Regions from separate parts of the Mus musculus genome. Here regions 1 and 3 are each linked to region 2. Evidence: chromatin contacts called from public promoter capture Hi-C data. All regions are on one chromosome and are shown on one strand. Each heading gives the region's core, a stretch centred on a gene start, on an enhancer-like site or on the middle of the called end of the contact. The rest is flanking DNA. Distances are from core to core; before and after follow the strand shown. Region 1 holds the start of 1520401A03Rik (elastin). Region 2 holds the start of Zfp760 (zinc finger protein 760). Region 3 holds the start of Flywch1 (FLYWCH-type zinc finger 1).

Region 1 (3,415 bases), core at 324-2,823, 2.0 Mb before region 2:
ACAGACATACAGAACGCTGAAGGACTTAAGACATAAATGCTAACTGCTGTCTTTCTTAATCAGTGCTTTAGATAATAGTTGAAATGACTCAAGTATAGTAGTGCCCTGGTGTCAGTATCTTTGTGCCCCTTGGGGCAAAAGAGGGTGTTGGGTTGCTCCAATGTTGTAATTGAAACAAAGGCAAAAAAGCAATAGAAAGTGTCCATTTTAGGGGAAGCCACAATGTATCAAAGGAGCCACACCTAACCTCTAGTAGTAGCTAGATCAAATTACTACTTAGGTTAAGTACTTAAGAGGCTTGCTGGAAGGCCCTCTTGTTATGGATCTATTTACTTCAAGAATCCCATCCCAGAGGTGGCCTTTAGCTTAGTGATAGAGTACATGCCTGGCACCATCAGCGTCCTGCATTTGATGCCCACCCTAAGAAAAAAAAAAACAAATCCCATCCCAGGTCTTCTGTAAGGATCCACGATCATGCTTGTTAATTAAACCTACAGTCTTGAAGGGGACGTGGGTGGGGGAGGTAAGAGTACTTGCTGCCCTTCCAAAGGACCAGGTTTGATTCCCTGACACACAAGCGTCTGTAACTCCAATTCCAAAGGGATCTGACACCCTTTTCTGACCTATGTGGGCACTAGGCACAAACAGACAAAAATACACATGCATTAAAAAGAGTAAAAACTTTTTTTTTTTAAAGGAAGAAGGAATACAGTCTCCATGCCTAGCACCTGGGAGTCCATCACCTTCTGTTTCAGCCAGAGAGACCATTCCCTCTCAATGCCATTTTCATTTCAACATCACTGGTCATTTACATTCTAATACCTCTGGCCTGGTCAAACAGCTTTTATGGGGTGAGAAGGGTTGGTAGTGGAGTCCCGGCTGAGTACAGAGTGTCCCTGAGCCACTGGGTTTCCAGGGACCTCACCCTCTTACTGAGCTGTACCCATCTGTTGACCACCATCTAGCGTTAGACTGTGAGTTTCTCCCGTGCAGGGCCACTGCTGAATCCGTTCGGTAGGCGAGGGGGAACTCTGACAAACCATTGCGTAAACAGGCTGTCACCCGGGGGTGGAGGGGCTCTTCCCAGAGAGCCGCGGGAGAAAGAGAGGCAGTGCTGGAAAAGGAGCGCCCAATGGGAAGGGACAGGGGACCCGCGGGAGTAGGCGGGGCGTGGGCGACAGCGCTGACCTGGAGTCATCCGAGGGCTAGTCCGGCCCGTGACAGACACGGAGGGGTGGGGCTGCTGCAGGGGGGTGGGGGGGTGACCGGATACTGAGAAGAGGCCGGAGGGCAGTCGCGGGGCGCAGCGCGGCAGGAGCGCGGGCCAGGGCGCCGGCGGAAGAGCGGCGCAACCGGGAGATCTCACCCGGGTGTGGGCTCACCTGGGGAGGCTGGGCGTGGCGCAGCGTGGCGCAGCGTGGCGCAGCAGCGAGGTCCCAGGTTCCGGGTCGGCGGGGGCCGCTGGGGACCTCACAGAGGCCAGGCAGGCCGGGGTCGGGCAGCGGGGCCTCTGGACACCGGGACGAAGCACCCTCCAAGAAGGGGAACCGCCCGTGAACGCGCGCGGAGCCAGCTCGCGCCAAAAATTCCAAACCGGCCTCGAGGCCCCGCCCAGGCTCGCCCGTGGTCCCGCCCCCGCCTGGTGCAGCGGGTCTAGCGCCCGGGGCATTGGCCCCGCCTCGCGTCTTGCGTGCGCACCGAGGTCTCCCCGCCTCCGAAGTTTGCCGGAGCGCTCTCACTGCGCAGACGCAACTCTTCGAGGCCTATTGCGGCGGGAACGATCCTTGGCCCCTCTCTGTCGGTATTTGTCGGCCTTCACACTATGGTCCCCACACCAGCTGCTCTCTATTGGCTGCCTTAATATTCGTGTCCATAAAAGGGGCAGGTAAGGGCCCTGCAGCCAAGTGGCATCTCCTCAAGGAGTTGCCACTGGGGACAGCACAAGCGAATGTCCCACTACTTATAATCTTATGCATATTCAGACACCGGTCTTCATCATCCCAGGATAGCGATTGGTAGCGCCTGTTCTAAGACGGTGGAGTCTCCTTGTAAATAGGCTGTCTGAGGCCGATTCTTACATCCTTTAGCTCAGAACCTTGTGCTCAACTGACTCCTCTCAGTCACTTCCTGGCCTCACAACCTCTGGTACATGATGGGTTGTCACTTTTCTTCTAAACGTGGAGCCGAGGAACCTAGGACAATTTCTTTAAAGAAGGTCTGCACAGAACAAAGTGGGGTGGAGCTTGCTTCATGGAGAAAGGGACCTTTATTGATTTCAACTAGAAGTGAAAAATCATGCTTTATAGCCAATCTCTCTAAAATGCTCCTGCAATCTCTTGGAACAACAGTGGGAAGGAAGGCCAGGCCCTACTTAAGCCTGAGATCAAGAGCTGGGGTACCGCCCACCTCCAAGCCCTTCCCTTTGCTTTAGTGACTTTGAGAGCCAGAACAGTTGTGACTTGGTCTAGTCCTTGTTGAGAACCCTAGACAGGTCCCTCTCCAACTATTTAGAGCTATTTTCTGCCAGCTCCGTTTTCTGGACAGGCCTCCCCTTCTTCCAACCATTTATTCCTCAAAGTCTAATTCATAATGATTAAAACACACTAACACACACACAGTAACAAAAAACAAAACAAAACAAAACAAACAAACAAACAAAAAACTGCACTGGTACATGTCTATACCCCAAGCACAGAGGCGGCTGAGGCAGAAAGGTCACATGAGCCTAGGAATTGGAGGCCAGTGGGTACTATAACAATATTCCTGGGGCTGGAGAGATGGCTCAGTGGTTAAGAGCACTGACTGTTCTTCCAGAGGTCCTGAATTCAATTCCCAGAAACCACATGGTGGCTCACAGCCATCTGTAATGCCTTCTTCTGGTGTGCCTGAAGACAACTACAGTGTACTCACATACATAAAATAAATAAAATCTTAAAAAAAGAAAGAAAGAAAAAGAAAACTCAATTAAAACAAAACAAAACAAAAAAACGAAACAAGATGCCTGTCCTCAGATAAACCACTAAGTAAAAGTTGGGTAAAGTGGTGTATAGCTCTGTAATCCCAACACTGAAGACCTGGGGAGGCTGAGGCAGGGGTAATCTCTGAGTTTGAGGCCACCCTGATATATATCAGAAGTTCTAGGCCAGCCTGGGCTACATAGTGAGACTTTGTCTCAAAACCCGGCACAGTTTTATCAATTTGAACCCTGTCTCATAAAGAAACTAGGGAAGAAGTAGAAAGGCTAGGCTGTCAGCTAGCAGGTGTGAAGCCCTTGGTTCAATCCCCAGCGCTACAGGGAGAAATAAAAGCATTTTATTTCAGTGGCATACATCAGAAAACATCTCACTCTGCAGAGAAGGCTGCACTAGACACCTAGTAAATATAGATTAACAGCAGTTACAGGTAAGTGGACAGA
Region 2 (3,402 bases), core at 107-2,606:
TTACATAGGGTCAGCATGCTGAAAATATTCAGGGAGCATTTTGAGTTTCCATAACTTGAATCCTACTTCTAATCATAGCTCAATCAAAACTCAAGGGAAAAAAATGAATCTGTATTACTGGAGTGATATTATAAACTACTGAGTATCTAGTTTCATCATGGAACAAAAACGAAAGAAGCCTTACACATCCCAAAATAACAAACATGAAGAACAGATGAAATTTCATGAAAACTTTGTCTTTTTCTCTGAGGCTTTCACTTTCTTCTGTGAGATGTGAGGCTCATCTCATTCACACACAGCTCACACACATGCAGAGTAATTTCCCCAGGAACCCCGAGGAGCAAGGAAAAGTGCAAGAGACTATTGTTACTCACAGAAACAGGACTGCTGCAATTCTGCAATATTCAATCTCAGTACAAAACCCTATGAGTGAGGTCCAGGCATTTCCTCTTCTTCCTGAGAGAAGTTCACCGCATGTCAACAACCCTGAAATTACAAAGCAACAGTTTGCCCTTTGTCCATTGTCAGAGTGTTTCTTGCATCAGAAAAGATACTTTCTAACTTTGTCCCATTACATACTGTTTTCTAATGTAAACAGTGTGGCCTGTTATCCTCACTCTCAACATGCATACTGTACTTCTCTGGACTCCTGAGGTGTGCCTTAAAACCTCAGCATAAGAACACATATTTGTTATATTCACATCAGCGTGTATGCATCTCAAATGCAAAATGAGTGATGAGTAAAACCTTTATTTAAGAATTGTTAAAATTTACAAACATAACTGTGTAGCTTAGCAAAAAAAAAAAAAAAAAAAAATCCACAAACTGATCAAAATCTGCAGTTACTCCTTATGGGGCTGGTAGTTAACAAGCTCTCTGGGACCTTAAAGTCTCCATGTCAAATTCCTCTCTCTTGAATACGAAACGGGTAGACCAAGGGCGTTAGAAAATGCCAACAGTTTTAGTTTTTGCATAACAGCAAAAAGAATAGTGTTTTCAATGGTCAAAACATAAACTCAATTAGTCTAAGGGATACAGTCTTGAGAATATTCTGGAAACCACGGATAAATGGTAAAATCAGCATGTGTCCCATTTCATATGTTCTCAAACTTATCTTCAAGGGTATTACCCTTCACCAGAATTGTGAAAACGGTATCCTTATGAGCAGCAGAAAACTGAACATGCCCCTGGTCCAGTTCCTACCTGTTTACTACAGCTCTTCTGACCTGGGAGATGCTAGGATCGCCGGGCTGCGGTTCCCGCCACTGTGGTGCGGACCGGCGAGTCTCCCAGACCGTTCTACGAGGCTCCAGTGGCTGCAGGAAGTTTTCACATCTACTTGAAACTCTGGCCAGTGTCGGCCGTCCAGCCCTTAAACAAAGATTTCCTCTCAGAGAATGGAGGGTTTTCCGGCCCCTCCCTCCTGCGGCCACTGGAGCCGCCTTTGGGTCCGCCTATTATAGATAGGTTCCGGTTACGTAGGTTCTCTGACCCAGCCCACTGGTTCAAATCCCTTGTCCAATTGAGTTTTCCAGGCCTTCCATGCGGGCTTTAGTTTTCTCTTCGCTCTATTTTTCTAGACCAGTTTTCCCGCCCCGTGGAGACCGGTCCCTCCCACTCCGTCTCAGGCTGCCTTCCACACAGCTCCAGACGCCAGGCTGCTCTGCACATTCTCTGCGCAGCCTCACCATGAGCACTGCCATCCTTGACCAGAACTGGATCTAGTAGGACACTGCACCCCAGAACCTGCCCCACACTCTTGATTCGGAACCTTTCAGATGCAAGATAGTCTCGACTTGACTAGCAGCCTGTGGGCTACATACATCAAACAATAGCAGGTTAAATTCAGAGGCCAGAGTCCGATCCCCAACGGACACACACAAAATGGCAAGCCAAAACCTGAAACTCAAAACTCAGATCCAATTGGCACTGTCTCCCAAGTGCTGGGATTAAAGTTCTATACCACCATGTCCAGATATTTATGTTTATATTATTTATACTGGTGTGATTTGTAAGTATAGACCGGATAAATGCTCTGGCACATTATTTAGAAGGGTATTTTTTTCTTTAGTATGAATTTTCTGAAGTGTTGTTAGAGTTGAGCACCGAGTAAGATTTGTGACATTCTTTACAGATGTAAGGTCTCTTTAATCTGAACTCTCTGATGTCTTCTAAGACTTGTATGCTAGATAAAGGGTATATCACAATCATTGCTTTATTACGTTTTTTTCTCCAGTATGAATTTTCTGATGTGCTCGAAGAGTTGAACCCTTTGCAAAATATCTGTCACACACCTTACATCTGTGAGGTCTCTCTCCAGTATGAACTCTCTGATGTCGTCTAAGATGTGAGTCCTGGATAAAGGATTTGTCACATACCTCACATTTGTAAGGCTTCTCACCAGTAGGGATTCTGGAAAGTGTTTTAAGATGTGATAACTCAAGAAAGTACTTACCACATTCTTTGTGTTTGCATAATTTCTCTAGAGAATGAGTTTCCTGATGCCTTCTATATGAGGCATAGTGAATAAAGGATTTGTCACACTCTTTACAGTTATAAGGCTTCTCTCCTGTATGCAATTTCTGATGGCTTTTAAGTGCTGACAACTGAGGAAATGACTTTCCACATGCATTGCATTTGTAAAGCTTCTCCCCAGTATGACTTCTTTGATGTGTTTTAAGGCTTGAGCACTGGTTAAAGGATTTGTCACATACATCACATTTATAAGGCTTTTCACCAGTATGGATTCTGTAATGCCTTTTAAGATGAGATAATTCAATACAGGATTTACTACATTCTTTGCATTTGTATAATTTCTCTAGAGAATGAGTTTTCTAGTTCTACCAGAAGATCCAGCAATACCACTCCTGAGCATATACCCAGATGATGCTCCTACATGTAATAAGAACACATGTTCCACTATGTTCATAGCAGCCTTATTTATAGTAGGCTGAAGCTGTAAAGAACTCAGATGTCCTTCAAGAGAGGAATGGATACAGAAAATGTGGTACATTTACACAATGGAGTACTACACAGCTATAAAACAATGAATTTATTATATTCTTAAACAAATGGATGGATCTGGAGGATATCATCATGAGTGAGGTAACCCAATCACAAAAGAACACACATTATATGCATTCACTGCTAAATGGATATTAGCCCAAAATCTCAGAATCCTTCTTAGAAGGGGGAACAAAATACCCATGGAAGGAGTTAAAGAGACAAAATTCAGAGCAGAGACTAAAGGGACAACCATCCAGAGACTACCCCACTTGGAGATGCATCCTGTACTGGCTAGTTTTGTGTCAACTTGACACATCTGGAGTTATCACAGAGAAAGGAGCTTCAGTTGAGGAGATGCCTCTATGAGATCCAACTGTAAGGCATTTTCTCAATTAG
Region 3 (3,408 bases), core at 754-3,253, 2.1 Mb before region 2:
ATTCTGTGTTTGAGGTTGTCTCAAAATCCTCAAGGGATGGGATTGCAGATGTGGCCACCACACTCAATTTTGTTTGTTTTCAAAGATCTGTCTGCCTGTCTATTTATTTACTTATTTGTTAGCTATTTGAGACAGGATATCTCACGCGTATGAGCATCTGCCTGCATGCATGTGTCTATAATATGTACATGCCTGATTTTAGAGGAGGCCAAAGAGGGTGTCAGATTTCCTAACTGAATTTTGTCCTCTGTAAAGAGCTGTTTAAGTGCTGAGAATCGCTAAGGCAGTGGTTCTCAACCTGTGGGTCACAACCTCCCTGACAAACCTCTATCTCCAAAAATATTTACATTATGGTTCATAACTAGCAATATTACAGTTAGGAAGTAGCAACAAAAATAATCGTATGGTTGGGGGTCACCACGGTATGAGGAACTGTATTAAGGGGTCACGGCTTTAGGAAGGTTGAGAGCCACTACCTAACAGTGTTTCTTTTCAAAACGGTTTGTTTTTGGAGACAGTCTATGAAGAATCAGCTTCCAGGACTCGCTGTGTAGCCCAGGATGGCCTCATTCTCCTGCCTCTGTCTCCGCAATTCTGAGTTTACAGGCTTGCCCCGCCACACAGGGCTTCCCATTTTCTCTCTAAAAGTTAAAAGTTTTTTAACTTTTAGATTTCTGAAACCAAAACCAAAACCAAAACCCTTATCTTTCTCTTCTACTTACTTATTCACCTATATTGTTGTTTTTAAAACCCAGGGTCTCATGTAGCTCAGGCTTGCCTTACATTCACTATGTAGCTGATGAAAGACTTGAATTCCTGATTCTCTTGCTTCTGTTTCATTTGTGCCACACACATTCAGCTCCTGGATTCTTATTTAAATATGCGATCTGTTATTGTCACTATTTCAAATCTCAGATAGTCCTGGATTGGGAGAGGGGGGTATCTAAGGGTTTCAACGTGCTGCATAAGAATGTTCTTTGGAGGGCTGGCGAGATGGCTCAGTGGTTAAGAGTGCCGACTGCTCTTCCGAAGGTCCAGAGTTCAAATCCCAGCAACCACATGGTGGCTCACAACTATCCGTAACGAAATCTGATGCCCTCTTCTGGAGTGTCTGAAGACAGCTACAGTGTACTTACATATAATAAATAAATAAATCTTAAAAAAAAAAAAGAATGTTCTTTGGAACTGGCTCAGTTATGAAGACCATTGGGCTGCTTCCAAAGGACCCAGCCTTGATATCCAGCACCCACATGGTGGTTCATAACTCTGGGCAACTCCAGGAGATCCTATGCCCTCTTTTGGCCTCCACAGGCACCAGAAATGCACATGGTGTACAGATACACATGCAGACAGAACATCCAAATACATTTTAAAAATACACTTAAAATATGTCAGAGTTATGTTTTTTAAAAAATAAAAAAGAAAGGAAGGAAGGAAGAAAACTGGGTGGCAGTGGCGCATGCCTTTGATCCCAGTACTCACCGTGCTAGGGTGGCAGAGGCAGGCTGATCTCTGAGTTTGAGGCCAGCCTGGTCTATAGAGAGCATTCCAAGACAGCCAGGGCTACGGAGAGAAACCCTGTCTTAAAATAAAAATAAAAATAAAAAATAAAGAAATAAAATACTTAAAATGTAAAAAAGAAAGTTCTGAAGGTCACAGGCCTAAAGACGCACTTAAGCCAAAGCTACAACTTCGTAAGAATGCAGTCAAATCCTATAAAAGTCCTGTTCTCTCTATCAATAGCGCTGTCATCCTTTTAGTGATGACTCCCAGCCTGCATCCTTGCTACAAATTCACCTGTCGCCCCGCCCTCCCGGATGCAGTAGCGGGACCATGGGTTGTCCCGCCTTCTTCCTTGTTAGTAGACCCGCCCCTGATGCTGATTGGCTAGGGTGTCAAGTTGACACTGCGCAGAGAAGACCCGGAGAAGTGGTATCCGCCTCAGGAATGGCTCCGCGCCTCTGCTGCGCATGCTCGCTAGTAGTTTCTAGGCTTCCCAAGCAGGCGTCTCGCGGGGGCGCGCGCGCGGGCACGGGCTCGCTCCCCAGGGGGCAGTTGGCGGCGGGAGCGGGCGGCGGGGTCGTGGTTCCTAGAGCAGCCCCGGCTGCTAGGCCGGCGCCTGCGTTGGCGGACACTCACACGAAGGATCGGGTGGCTCAGCCGCCGGAGAGGCAGGGCCCGCTGCCGTCGGTGAGGACGGGCCCCTGCGGGCGGGAGGGTCGGACCAGCGGAGCGATGCCTGGTCCGGCTATCCTGGGGTCGCGCCCGGTGCTGGGGAGGGGCCCCAGCTCTGTAGCTCGGGCATGGGGTGCTTCTTTGTCGGACATCCACGATGCGCCTCCTTTCTACCTGATCTCTCCATCAACCCACTCGACTCCTGTACCGATCTTAACACCTCTAAATCCGGGACCACACATTCGCCCATCTTCCTTGAACCGTGTCCACCCATTGCATGTCCATCCAGCTCTGTCCTCCGTCGCGGCCCATCCTTGGCGGCCGCAGGTCCCAATGACCTTGCACTTTTTGCCGGTTGTTACCCCTCCTCGTTCAGACTATAGGTTGCCCATTGTGGCTTTCAAACTTTGTGACGCATTCTAGACTGAGAAAGATGTTTTATGTGTATATTCTGTGCCTGAAGATAGATTTCGTGAATCGCAAGTTTAAAGAGAGTCGCTTACCAATCTCACATGACGCAGATCTATTTAGGCTGTGTTCTAATTCATTCCTTTCTGTTCCGTTCCATTCCATTCCAAATGACTGACTTGCTAACCCATTGATTCAAGACCTAGCTTATCTGACAGTTTTAAACCCCCCTTTACTCCTTACTCTACAATCAGATAACCATCCCCAAGAAAGATCTTTTTGTTATGATGTTTTGTTTTTAACTTCTTTGCTTTCCAGGGTCCTTACCATTGCTGGGGCTTGGTTTAGATTTCTGGTATGTTTATCTCATTGTTCTCCCAAGTGCCACTAGTCTGACTTGTGGGAACAAAACAGCATATGAAGTAGAGGAGAGCTGATAATACATGCTCACTTATGCAGATGAAGATGGCTTTGCTGGGGGAGGGATGTGAAGCTGAATTGTTAGGTAAAGGAATCCGTCTAGCCAAGATTCTCATCTAGGAGGATTGCGGAAATCTATCAGTTGGCTTCCCACATCTCATGTGGGTTTTCCTTATCATTCTGAGTGTGTGTTTGTGTGTCTCTGTGCATGCATACACAAGGCTGTTTATCACTCTCTGCCTTATTCCTTTTTGTTTGTTTGTTTCAAGACAGGGTTTTTCTATGTAGCCCTCATCTGTGGGCTTCAGGTGGGCCTCAAATTCACAGAGCTCCTCCACCCCCTGCCTCCTGAGTGCTGGAATTAAAGGTATGTATCACCATGTCCTGCTGCAGCGTCTGCATTGC

Evidence for each region. Promoter capture Hi-C pulls out the DNA fragments that hold promoters and counts their contacts.
Region 1: a contact with region 2 is called in a promoter capture Hi-C map of the HPC-7 cell line, with 4 times the contacts expected there. The contact joins the promoter of 1520401A03Rik here to the promoter of Zfp760 in region 2. A contact is called at or near these places in 5 of 39 promoter capture datasets (the 3T3-L1 cell line, the HPC-7 cell line, cranial neural crest and 2 more).
Region 3: a contact with region 2 is called in a promoter capture Hi-C map of cranial neural crest. The contact joins the promoter of Flywch1 here to the promoter of Zfp760 in region 2. A contact is called at or near these places in 2 of 39 promoter capture datasets (cranial neural crest and liver).

The regions. Positions count from the first base shown.
Region 1 is chr17:23,724,609-23,728,023 of GRCm38.p6, reverse strand. It overlaps 1520401A03Rik (elastin), which reads left to right and starts at 1,573. Exons shown (of 41, transcript XM_017317755.2): 1 at 1,573-1,885. Pkmyt1 (protein kinase, membrane associated tyrosine/threonine 1) reads right to left here and starts at 1,688. Exons shown (of 8, transcript NM_023058.3): 1 at 1,383-1,688.
Region 2 is chr17:21,705,695-21,709,096 of GRCm38.p6, reverse strand. Zfp760 (zinc finger protein 760) reads right to left here and starts at 1,356. Exons shown (of 6, transcript NM_001008501.2): 1 at 1,204-1,356; 2 at 375-486.
Region 3 is chr17:23,770,197-23,773,604 of GRCm38.p6, reverse strand. Flywch1 (FLYWCH-type zinc finger 1) reads left to right here and starts at 2,003. Exons shown (of 8, transcript NM_001357994.1): 1 at 2,003-2,190.